Regions from separate parts of the Sus scrofa genome. Here region 1 is linked to region 2. Evidence: chromatin contacts called from public HiChIP or PLAC-seq data. All regions are on one chromosome and are shown on one strand. The core of a region is the stretch at or near the end of the contact, and the rest is flanking DNA. Distances in the headings are between cores, read along the strand shown. Region 1 overlaps SETBP1 (SET-binding protein). Region 2 holds the start of SETBP1 (SET-binding protein).

Evidence for each region. HiChIP or PLAC-seq counts read pairs in DNA pulled down with a chosen protein or histone mark.
Region 1: a contact with region 2 is called in an H3K27ac HiChIP or PLAC-seq map of skeletal muscle. The contact joins the enhancer-like site here to the promoter of SETBP1 in region 2. A contact is called at or near these places in 7 of 47 Hi-C or Micro-C datasets (adipose tissue, embryonic fibroblasts, heart right ventricle and 3 more) and 1 of 2 datasets of contacts at active chromatin or transcription factors (skeletal muscle).

The regions. Positions count from the first base shown.
Region 1 is chr1:94,498,863-94,503,472 of Sscrofa11.1, forward strand. All of the region lies in intron 4 of SETBP1 (SET-binding protein), which reads left to right. Among named protein-coding and RNA genes, the nearest start is that of SETBP1, 210 kb to the left of the region's middle. Within about 2 kb of position 3,304, at least 1 of the 83 cell types and tissues checked has an H3K27ac peak or open chromatin away from gene starts, as enhancers often do. A contact at or near this core is called in skeletal muscle, where this site is marked.
Region 2 is chr1:94,292,511-94,297,447 of Sscrofa11.1, forward strand. It overlaps SETBP1 (SET-binding protein), which reads left to right and starts at 2,822. Exons shown (of 7, transcript XM_021092436.1): 1 at 2,822-3,439.

The DNA of each region.
Region 1 (4,610 bases), core at 2,054-4,553, 210 kb after region 2:
AAAGCTTCTTGGCATGTTGCAGCATTGGACAGAGCACCTTAAACAGAAATAACAAACAGAAGCTCTGGGAGGAGAGAATGCACCAAGAGTTCATTAAGCCTTAAATACTAACAAATCGGGGTGCAGGGCTTTCATTGTCGTCCTTTGAGAATCCTTTGGTTGGATTCAAATAGATCATTTTGAATACGGGAAGACATTATAAGCGAGGAAGACATCCCCCCTCCTTCCCACATTCTAGCAGGGGAAATCAAATTGGGAAATTCTGCAGGAACATTCGTTTTCTGTTTACGTTTGGCTCCATAGAAATTAATGGGTGTATGGCTCCGGCTACTTTGAGGAGTGAGCTGTGATTCTCCATTTACACTCCCAATTGAAGAAGGTGCTAATCATGGGCATTTACTGAGCGCTTCGGCCTGACTGACAGCTGGAGTGGAAGTTGTATCCATGGCTGCTGGGGCTGCAGACAAGAGCTAAAGGCTGATTTGATTGCACTTGTGTAGAGCTGTCATCTGAGGCCAGAGCCTGGAGGAGAATGGGAAACTATTCTCTTCCTTCTGCTTTATGACAAACAACCTATGTGTCTTATTTTATTTTATTTTATTTTATTTTATTTAGTCTGCCTTTTCCTCTTTAGAGCCCATTGACAAAGGTCTCTTTGCCTAGGGAGGAAAGGATTTTCCCAAACTCAAAGGCAGCTTCCAGTGCCTCCGAGTGAGTGGCTCATCTGCTCCCCAGGCCTCCCCTCTCCCAGCTGCTGCCAGGGCTCCCAGCCCACAAGACCAGCATTGGGGCAGGTCCTGTTGTAGATGGGAAGGCAGCCGCGAGATCAGGTGGGGACAGAGGACAGATCCAAAGGATATCAGTGAATGTGGCAGGGTCCATGCTTTGCAGATTGTTCATTGCGGGAGCGTGTGTGTGTGTGTGTGTGTGTGTGCACACTCACACGTGCATGTGTGTGTGTACACATACATTAGTATGTTCACATGTTTGTTTCCCCTAAAAGAGGTGCTTCATCTAGTGTATTTGGTTTGACACCAGCCTTTCTGCAGGTGGCAGCTGTTCAGATAATGTCCCTGGCTTTCAGATAAGAGACAGAACTTGTCTCCTGCAAATCCCCGGGGACAGAAACAATCCTGGGCAATCACTCGATAACATATGAAGCATTAAATGGAGGTGAGGGCATCAAATCATGCCATGTATACTCTGCACCAGAAACCTGGCCTCCTCACCAGCATGACTTGGAAAGTATTCAGGGATCTCCTTGTTTGGGGGGCAAGTCACTGGTACACATGTGAACTCAAAGGATAGCTCTGGCTTGGAGACACAGCCTCCGCCATGAGTGGTGTGTTCTAAGATGCATTCATCAAAATCAGCTTCCATGGGGTGTGATCCTGTGTCTGACCCTCTTGAGACTGGGCCAGTTTCTGATGTACTAACGTAGCACAGTCGTGCAATTAAACTCTCTGCTTGCAGCAAATACTCTCCTCCCATCTTCCTCTATAACATCCTTTTAAATATATATATATGTAGATATATATAGATATATATCTACATATATATATATGCCATAAATAATCCACCATTTTAAGAAACAGAGCCCTTGCGCCAATCTGAGTGATTCCACTTCCCTTAAGTGTGTATCAGTCTAGATTAGCTAATCAGAATGTCTACAGACATATTCATACATCTCACTAGGTACAGGACCAACTACCAAAGGAACCGAGAAACCTTTGTAAAAAGCATTTAATTCCTTGCACTTTGGGGATCGATAGGGTCATACTCTAAACCAATATGTAGGATATGAAGCAATAAAATCAGCTTATATTTATATGACAGTTTTATGTACTGCATTATACATTGATGAGCACCAGCAACATGTGAAATAAGTAAAGATATTTAATTCCACTTTACAGCAGAAAAAGTAGAGACTGAGGCAGATTAAATGATTTGCTCAGAATCCTCAGGTGTTTAGTGGTAAGGTGATAAAAAGGATTCACCCACACTCTAAAACCCCACTCTCTTTTTGTTCTTTGCTGTCTCATACATAGACATGAGACACCAGGTAGCTGGTATTGTGCACTGGTGGCATTTCTGTATATTTCTGTTTTACCTATACAAAAGATTTAGATTTTCTAGTAAACTGAATGTTCTGCAAAGGAAAACTAGAACCAATGGGGGTTGGATGAGAGAGGCAGATTTCTGGTTTATTTAGAAAGGCTGGGAGTTCCCGTCGTGGCACAGTGGTTAACGAATCCGACTAGGAACCATGAGGTTGCAGGTTCGGTCCCTGCGCTTGCTCAGTGGGTTAACAATCCAGCGTTGCCGTGAGCTGTGGTGTAGGTTGCAGACACGGCTCGGATCCCGCGTTGCTGTGGCTCTGGCGTAGGCCGGTGGCTACAGCTCTGATTGGACCCCTAGCCTGGGAACCTCCATATGCCGCGGAAGCGGCCCAAGAAATAGCAAAAAGACAAAAAAAAAAAAAAAAAAGAAAGAAAGAAAGAAAGGCTTTCCTAGCAGTGGAAGGCCCTTACCCCCATGTGCCTGGTTAGCACCCAATCTCTGAGTACGTATGAGTTGAAGGAAAGGCAGTATGGCAGAGGGGTTTCAGCAGGTGCAGGTACAGGTACAAGACCTGAGGCTAAATCTCAGCTTCAACACTTGCTAGCTTTCTGACCTTGTTCAGGTTAGATAACCTCTCTGAATCTTGGTTTTCTCATGCATGTGATTCAGGGAGCAATCCTCACCTCACCTGGTAGCAGAATGCGTAGGTACCTATGCAGGGACCTAGCACTTTCTCAATAAATGCTTGGCATTTCTCCAAGCTGTTGCATCCCTGCATCTCTTCTTTCCCTGCCACCTTGTCCAAGCAAACACCCTCTGTACCAAGTGAGGAAAGTTGGCCCAGTTGGTCCTTTCAATGGCAATACTGGGCCCAAGAGGCTATGGTCCCCATTCACAAATCTGGGCCCAGCATCTTATTAAGCTCACTTTAGATTCAGAAACCAGAAGAAGCTTATTGGAAAAATGGAACTGGAATCCCCAGAAACTGAGTAATTCACAAGTATACCATTTGGGAAATAGTTTCTATGTTTGCCAAAAGATGATACATGGAAAATTATTACTGAAGACTGCTCTTGTTCAAATAAAACTTCTTCCAGTCTGTTATGCTAGACCCTGCAGGCATCTTGAAAAAGCCTTTCCAAAAATAAACGACCCAGGTAATCTGAGTCTCACTGTATGTATGTCATGAGCTCAGTGCCTAGGTGTGTGTCTCAGTGTCTTTATGGCCTCAGATGACAGCTGGGCACAAGTGGAATCAAACAAGCCTTAGCTGTCTGTCTGCACCCCCAGCTGTCCCAGACCCAGCTTCCACTCCAGCTGTCAGTCAGTGTGTCTCCATTTCTTTTTTTTTATTTTATGATTTTTATTTTTTCCATTATGGTTGATTTAAGTGTTCTGTCAATTTCTGCTGTACAGCAAAGTGACCAGTCAGTTTCCTAATATACCAAATGGAGAGTTGTGTTTGAATGATGCCTAGGCTGCCTTCTGGCTCCAGCATTTTATCCTTTTTTCATTCCATTCCTATAGACATTGGACTTCAGAGCTATAAGGAATGTAAATGGGGGTTTTAAAGAATAAGGCATAGCTCTCCATAGCTCACTGTTTGGGGCACTGACTACTCATATCTTTATTTACTCTGCCCAAGATGTCCCTCAACCTACTTGGATCAAAGCCCTCCCATTTCAGTTTTTGACACGTGCATATTTTTCCTCATTGGCTAGTATACTTTCATATTGATATGTAGAAGTATTTTTAATTTAAAATAAAAAAAGAGTTTTTGGAATCTGTAGGCCTCAGGTCTACCCAGATGCCTTATGAAGAACGCCATCACCTTTCAGATGTCTCCAGTTTTTCTTAAAAATTTCAGTACCCATCAGAAATATGGAGAAAATCTCATCTTTGGGAGTTTTATTGGCTTGGTAACCACTTCTCTATTTGAAAGATTACTGGATTGTACCTTGTTTTATTACTACTCATTCAAAGAAGTCACCCATCCCATCTGATGCCACATATAAATGGCAGCTTTCTAAAGCTGCCCACAAGCTTTTAGTTGAGCTCAAAGTGACCTTCTAATTCCTGGTGAAGGATCTTCTCACACTGGCTTTAGCAGAGGCCCTGGCCTTCAGTGGACCACTGAGAACATTTTCCCAATGATTGAATGAATTGGGGAATGAGTGAGTATGTTTACCATCTGGTATTTGGGAAGAAGTTGAAGTTTGGGGTCATGTAGAATTTGGGTCTGAATTTAGATCTTTCTTTTAGTAGGTGCATGATCTTACTAAACCTTGGTTTTCTGCTTTGTCAGGTTGGGACATGAAGTCCCTTTGAGCATTACTAGAAGGATTAGAAACGATCAATTTAAAGCGCCTGGTACATGGGAGGTGCCCATTAAAAGAAGACCTTTTTAACTCTCCTGCCTCATGCAGTGCTGGTGCCCAGTGGGCCTTTATGAAGTGTTTGATGGCTGAAGAGAGCCTGGCACCATTCATCTGAGGCCACGAGTTATTCACACAGAGAGATTACTCCTCCTTTATCTATTGAGCTGCCAT
Region 2 (4,937 bases), core at 1,572-4,071:
GTGGTATAGGCTGGCAGCCGTAGCTCTGATTCCACCCCAGTCTCGGAACCTCCATATGATGTGGGAGAGGCCCTAAAAAGCAAAAAAAAAAAAAAAAAAACCCAAACAAACATACAAACAAAATAAAATCATCTGTTCTCGTCTTAGACCCAATCATAGTGTTTTCCATTGTATTAAGATGAGATCTGCCTCCCCATTACTTGAGCTGATCAGGGCTTGCTATGCCCTACAGAGCAGAGTCAAGCAAATGAATTCCTATTTCCCTTAGTATCTTTTTTAATTTAAGGACATCCCACTCTGATTGTTCCCAATATGCTCTCACTGTCCTATTCGGACTCTCTTATGTCCTGAAATAAAAAAAATGGAGAGCTGGCTCGGTCCTCAGAAGACTTTAGGATACCCTTCCTTTTTCAAAAGTGGGATCTGAGGATCAGAGAGATGAGAGAACTTTCTAAATAAGTTTAGAAATTAGTCTCCTTAAAAATCAGGTCTGTGGTCTTTTCATTACATCATCAAAACATACCCCCAATTTTTACATTTCCTGAATTGCCCCCAAACTCCAAAAATTACTCTAAAATTCACTTCCTTTGGTTAAGTACACCTTCTTTAATACTTACCGGAACTAAGAGGGTAGGGGCTTTCTAAGTATCCTGATCACAATGTGGGAGCATGCCCTTTCTATTGAATCAGTGATTATCAATTCTAGTTGCATATTTGAAGCACCCAGGGCATTTATTATTAAGACCAATTAAATCAATATGGGTCTCAAGCATCAGTACTTCCCCCAGGTAATTCTGATTGACAATAAGGATTGAGAAACACTACATTAGATAATACTACTTCATTTTCTAAAAAGGTGAGAATCAATACAGTATTTGAACACAAGAAGGGAAGATGACTGGCTCTGAGGATTTGATTATACTATTTGATCTCAACTTCTTATAAAGGAAGAATGGAGGCGTTTGACTCATTTCTTTCTACCTTTAGTTTCAGAGATGTGAAAAATGACATGACCTACCTTTGTACTTTGAACTATACCTTGCTTGTATGCCTTTTATCTGGCTCTCAAGCCTTGTAGGGGCATGATTATCTTGCAGCTCCTTGCAGTATCTCTGGTGTGGCCTGGGAGAGGGAGGGAGTATCATTATAGTCATTTTACAGGTTAGGCATAGGGTTGTCTAATGCACAAAATGACAGCCCATCTGGCAGCCAGTCAGTTATTTGGTGATATCAGAGGAACATTTATTCTTGCCTACATTTAGTGGCATTGCCCATGCAAGGCACAGACCTGTCCTCAAAACTTTTATCTTGGTTAGAAAAACAGGTTTTAGAGGGAAAAAGGTATATTCGTAAAAAGGGGAAAAGGAAAGGGCTATGTTAAACAGGTAATAAATGTGGGGCAATTCTCAAGAGAATATTATTTTTGATCTCACCCTCATACCATTTCTGTGTCTGTGCTCCATGTACTTTGTAAACATCTCCTTTCTGATATTTCCATACATTAGATGTAGTTCAAAGTTTGCATGCCAGTCTCTCACTGGGTTATGAATTCTGAGTTTGAATCTCTAGTTGCTGCCATCATGTCTGAGATAGTTCATGCTACATAATTATTTGCTGAATGACTGCAAGATGCTGGCATTGGAGATTGTTTAGGACTAAGAGACCTGTGTTGTGTGCATTCCTATCAGCTACTCAGATTATCTCTTTATTTTCTCAAGGTTCCCAGGGCTCTGAGAATAGGTATCTTAAACTCTACTCAAGGTCTTTAAGAAAAACCACTTGCAAACCCCCTTAAACCATTTCTGTCCTATATTGTCCTATAATGTAGACATGCCCCTGAGGGGTTCCATTTCTCAGTTGCCCGAGGTTGCAAATGAGTGGCCTGAATAGGTCCCCTTTGCAATCCGAAAACAAACAGCCAAATTAAAATACCACCATATTTTGTATGAACTGAAGATATTCCATTTTATTCTTTCCACTATCCTGAATAGAGAACTGCATGCCAACGTCATCTCAAGGTGTCTTTCCCGTCATCAATTGTCCAATTTTTGTGAATAACTAGAAAATGCACATACGCATCTGAAGGCATACGTGTCGCTTAACAAAAAAATAACCCCCTGAAATGTAATTACCAGATTAAAAAAAAAAATGCACCCAGTTTCAGAGCCTATCACATCTCCCGCCTCGGAACACAGCTCCCCCAACACTGCTCCTGTTGTGTCAGATAGCGGCAGTGTTGAGCCCCGGAGCCGGCGCCTAGTCCGCCGCGGTCCCCGCGGCCGCCCAGTTTCCGCGGCGGACTCGGGCGCGCAGAGACACTGGGCCTCGAGGGCGCTGGGGAAGCAAGAAGGGCGCGGGGGGCGACGAGGGGTCCCCGATCCGCCTCCACGAACTGTGTTCCTTCTCCCGCTCAAGATCCCCACTCTTCCCAATTGATCGAAATTCACAAAAATTCACTGAGGGAGGGTGAAGGGAGAGGTGCTTGTTGGTTACTGGTTGTGCCACCCCCGGCGCAAGTAGGAAAGCGGCCCCCGGCCGGTTGGGCAAGAGGTGTGGGAGCCCGCGCCCCCTCCGAAGCAGATCGCGGGGTGGCGGTCCCCGCTCAGCTCCGCCGCGCGGCCGCTCCGATCCTCCCCCTCCCCCGCCCGCGCCCTCCCCCTTCCTTTCACTAGGACTCCGGGACTCGGGAGAGGGCGCGGGAGGCAGGCACTTGGGCCCGACCCCACTCCAGCGCTCGCCGGGGACGGGGGCGGGTGGCGAGGGGACGCGACGGGGGCGCGGGGCGGGCGCGGTCATGGAGCGGCGGCGGCGGCGACGGCGGCAGCAGTAGCGACCGCGGGCGAACGAGCCGGCGGGCAGGGCCGCCCGGCGCCGCGGAACGAACTGCACAGCTCAGCAAAAGCGCCCTCGCCCTCCGCGCGCTGCCTCCTGCGAACCCATAGCCGGCAACATTTTTTAAGGCTCCAATCCATCCTTTGAAGAAAAGAAAAAAAAATAGCATTGATTGGAGAGACGGGGATATATATAATTGGGGGGGGGCCCTTCTGCTAAAATTAGCCGGGCTTGCGGCGCGCGGTGTGCGAGTGTGTGCGTGCGTGTGTGTGTGTGTGTGAATGTGATTACTCCAGGACTCCTCGGGCTCCGGAGACGCCATTTTCCCCCTTGATATCTCTCTCCGTAAATCGGTGGCGCGGCGGAGGCGGCCGCGCCGGGCGGGAAGCGCTGGGCCGTTCTGGGCGCCCGCCGCTCGCCTCCGCCTCCGCGCGCCCGGGGGCCCCGGCGCCCCCCGAGCGAGGGCGGCCAGCCCGCTGCTCGCCGTGTGACAGATGCTCATCGCCATGGAGTTGCCGCAGCAGCACCTTCGGGGGCTCGGGCGAGCTACGGGAGCCGGGATCTGAGCGAGCGCTGGGCCAGCGGAGCCGGAGCCGCCGGGACGTGGGTGAGCACGCGCGGCGACCTTGGTCCGGGAGCCGGGCGCCGAGCCTCCCGCCGTACCGCGGGCCCCCGCACGCCCGGGGTCGGGGGCGGTGTGTGTTCTCTGCATGCAAAAGTTAACGTTGCCTCGCTGGGGCTTTGACTTTGCACCGGGCGGGAAGGGGAGTCGGGGCCGAAGGGGCGGGATGCAGGTCCCGGCGAGGCTGCCGAGGATGGGCGCAATTCCGGCCCGTCGGCTGTGGGCAGTGATGCTGGCTCATTTGGAGTGGCTCGTTGGTGGCGGCGAGGGTGGCAGCATCGGGCTGGAGGTCTGGGACCTTACTGAGCTTGGCCTAATCTGATCTCCCCCACCCCCTGCCGCCGCCGCCGCAGCCTTTTGCACCCTCCCTCGGTCCGGCAGCCGGCTGCTGGAGCTGGCGGGTTTGGCTTTGGTGGAGTGGACTCGAGAGGGGGAGGGGGTAAGGAAAGGGGTGGGAAGGCGGCAGGATATTTCCCCCCCCCTCTTTGTAACTTGCAGGTTAAGTGGAGCTAGAGAGCTACATTGTATATAGCTGAATTTTTTGGGGGGTGGGGGGGGAGAATATATCAGAATCTAACGTGTCGTTGATAGAAAGAAGAACAGGGAAGAAGTGGTCCAGCCGGCGAAGGTTGGTGTGTGCTTGTGTCGTGGCTCTGTGTTAGTCTTTTCCTTAAAATCTTAATCAATGGATTTGAGTCTCTTTCTCCTGCTCTCTGGTTTTGGGACTCTGAAAAGACAGGAATTCCCTTAAAAGCAGGCGAATGCCTTTTTTGAAAGCACGCATTGTGTGTGTTTCTAGAGGAGTCGTGGGCTTGGGAATTAACGACAGGCTTCCCCGTTCGGTGGTTTCCAGTGGGAAATAACTCCTGAAAGGGAACCCTTCAGTATCGATTTATTGTTTTTGTCTTTCAAACCACTATCTCTTTGACTAAAATACTGTCCGAGAAGTTCCACAGAGACAAAGTCAGGTAAACTGGACTGGGCAGATCTTTAGCAAGATGGTGATAATGCTGATGCTGTTTTTGGTGTCTGTTTGTGATGGAAGCATTGTTGGGTAATAGCAATTTCTGATCGGTAGAGCATGCTGGCTCTACAAAAATAAGTAACTACCGAAATGCTGTCTTCCAGTCCCCATCCCCTACACGCGGCAACACCCCTCCTCCCACGACCCACACCAGTTACAATTCTGAAATAAGATCCAAGTGGAAATATTTTCCTTGGAGATCGGAAAGTTGTGCCAGTTGAAGTACGAGGTGAGGCTAGAGAGACTGGGAATGTGGGGAGAGGGCTCTATTGACCCTCGATGCTGCATTTATTCTTTAGGTGTGTCTTTGTGGGTTCTGAGGGTGTGTGTATTGGTCTAAGAGGACTGTTGAGGGAAGGATTTCCGATTTGTTTCCGCTTCAAATAAACTGTCCTGATAATCTCATGGTTGACATCTAATGCTAAAAGGCCAATTTGTGAGTCTATCCCTGCAGAAGCT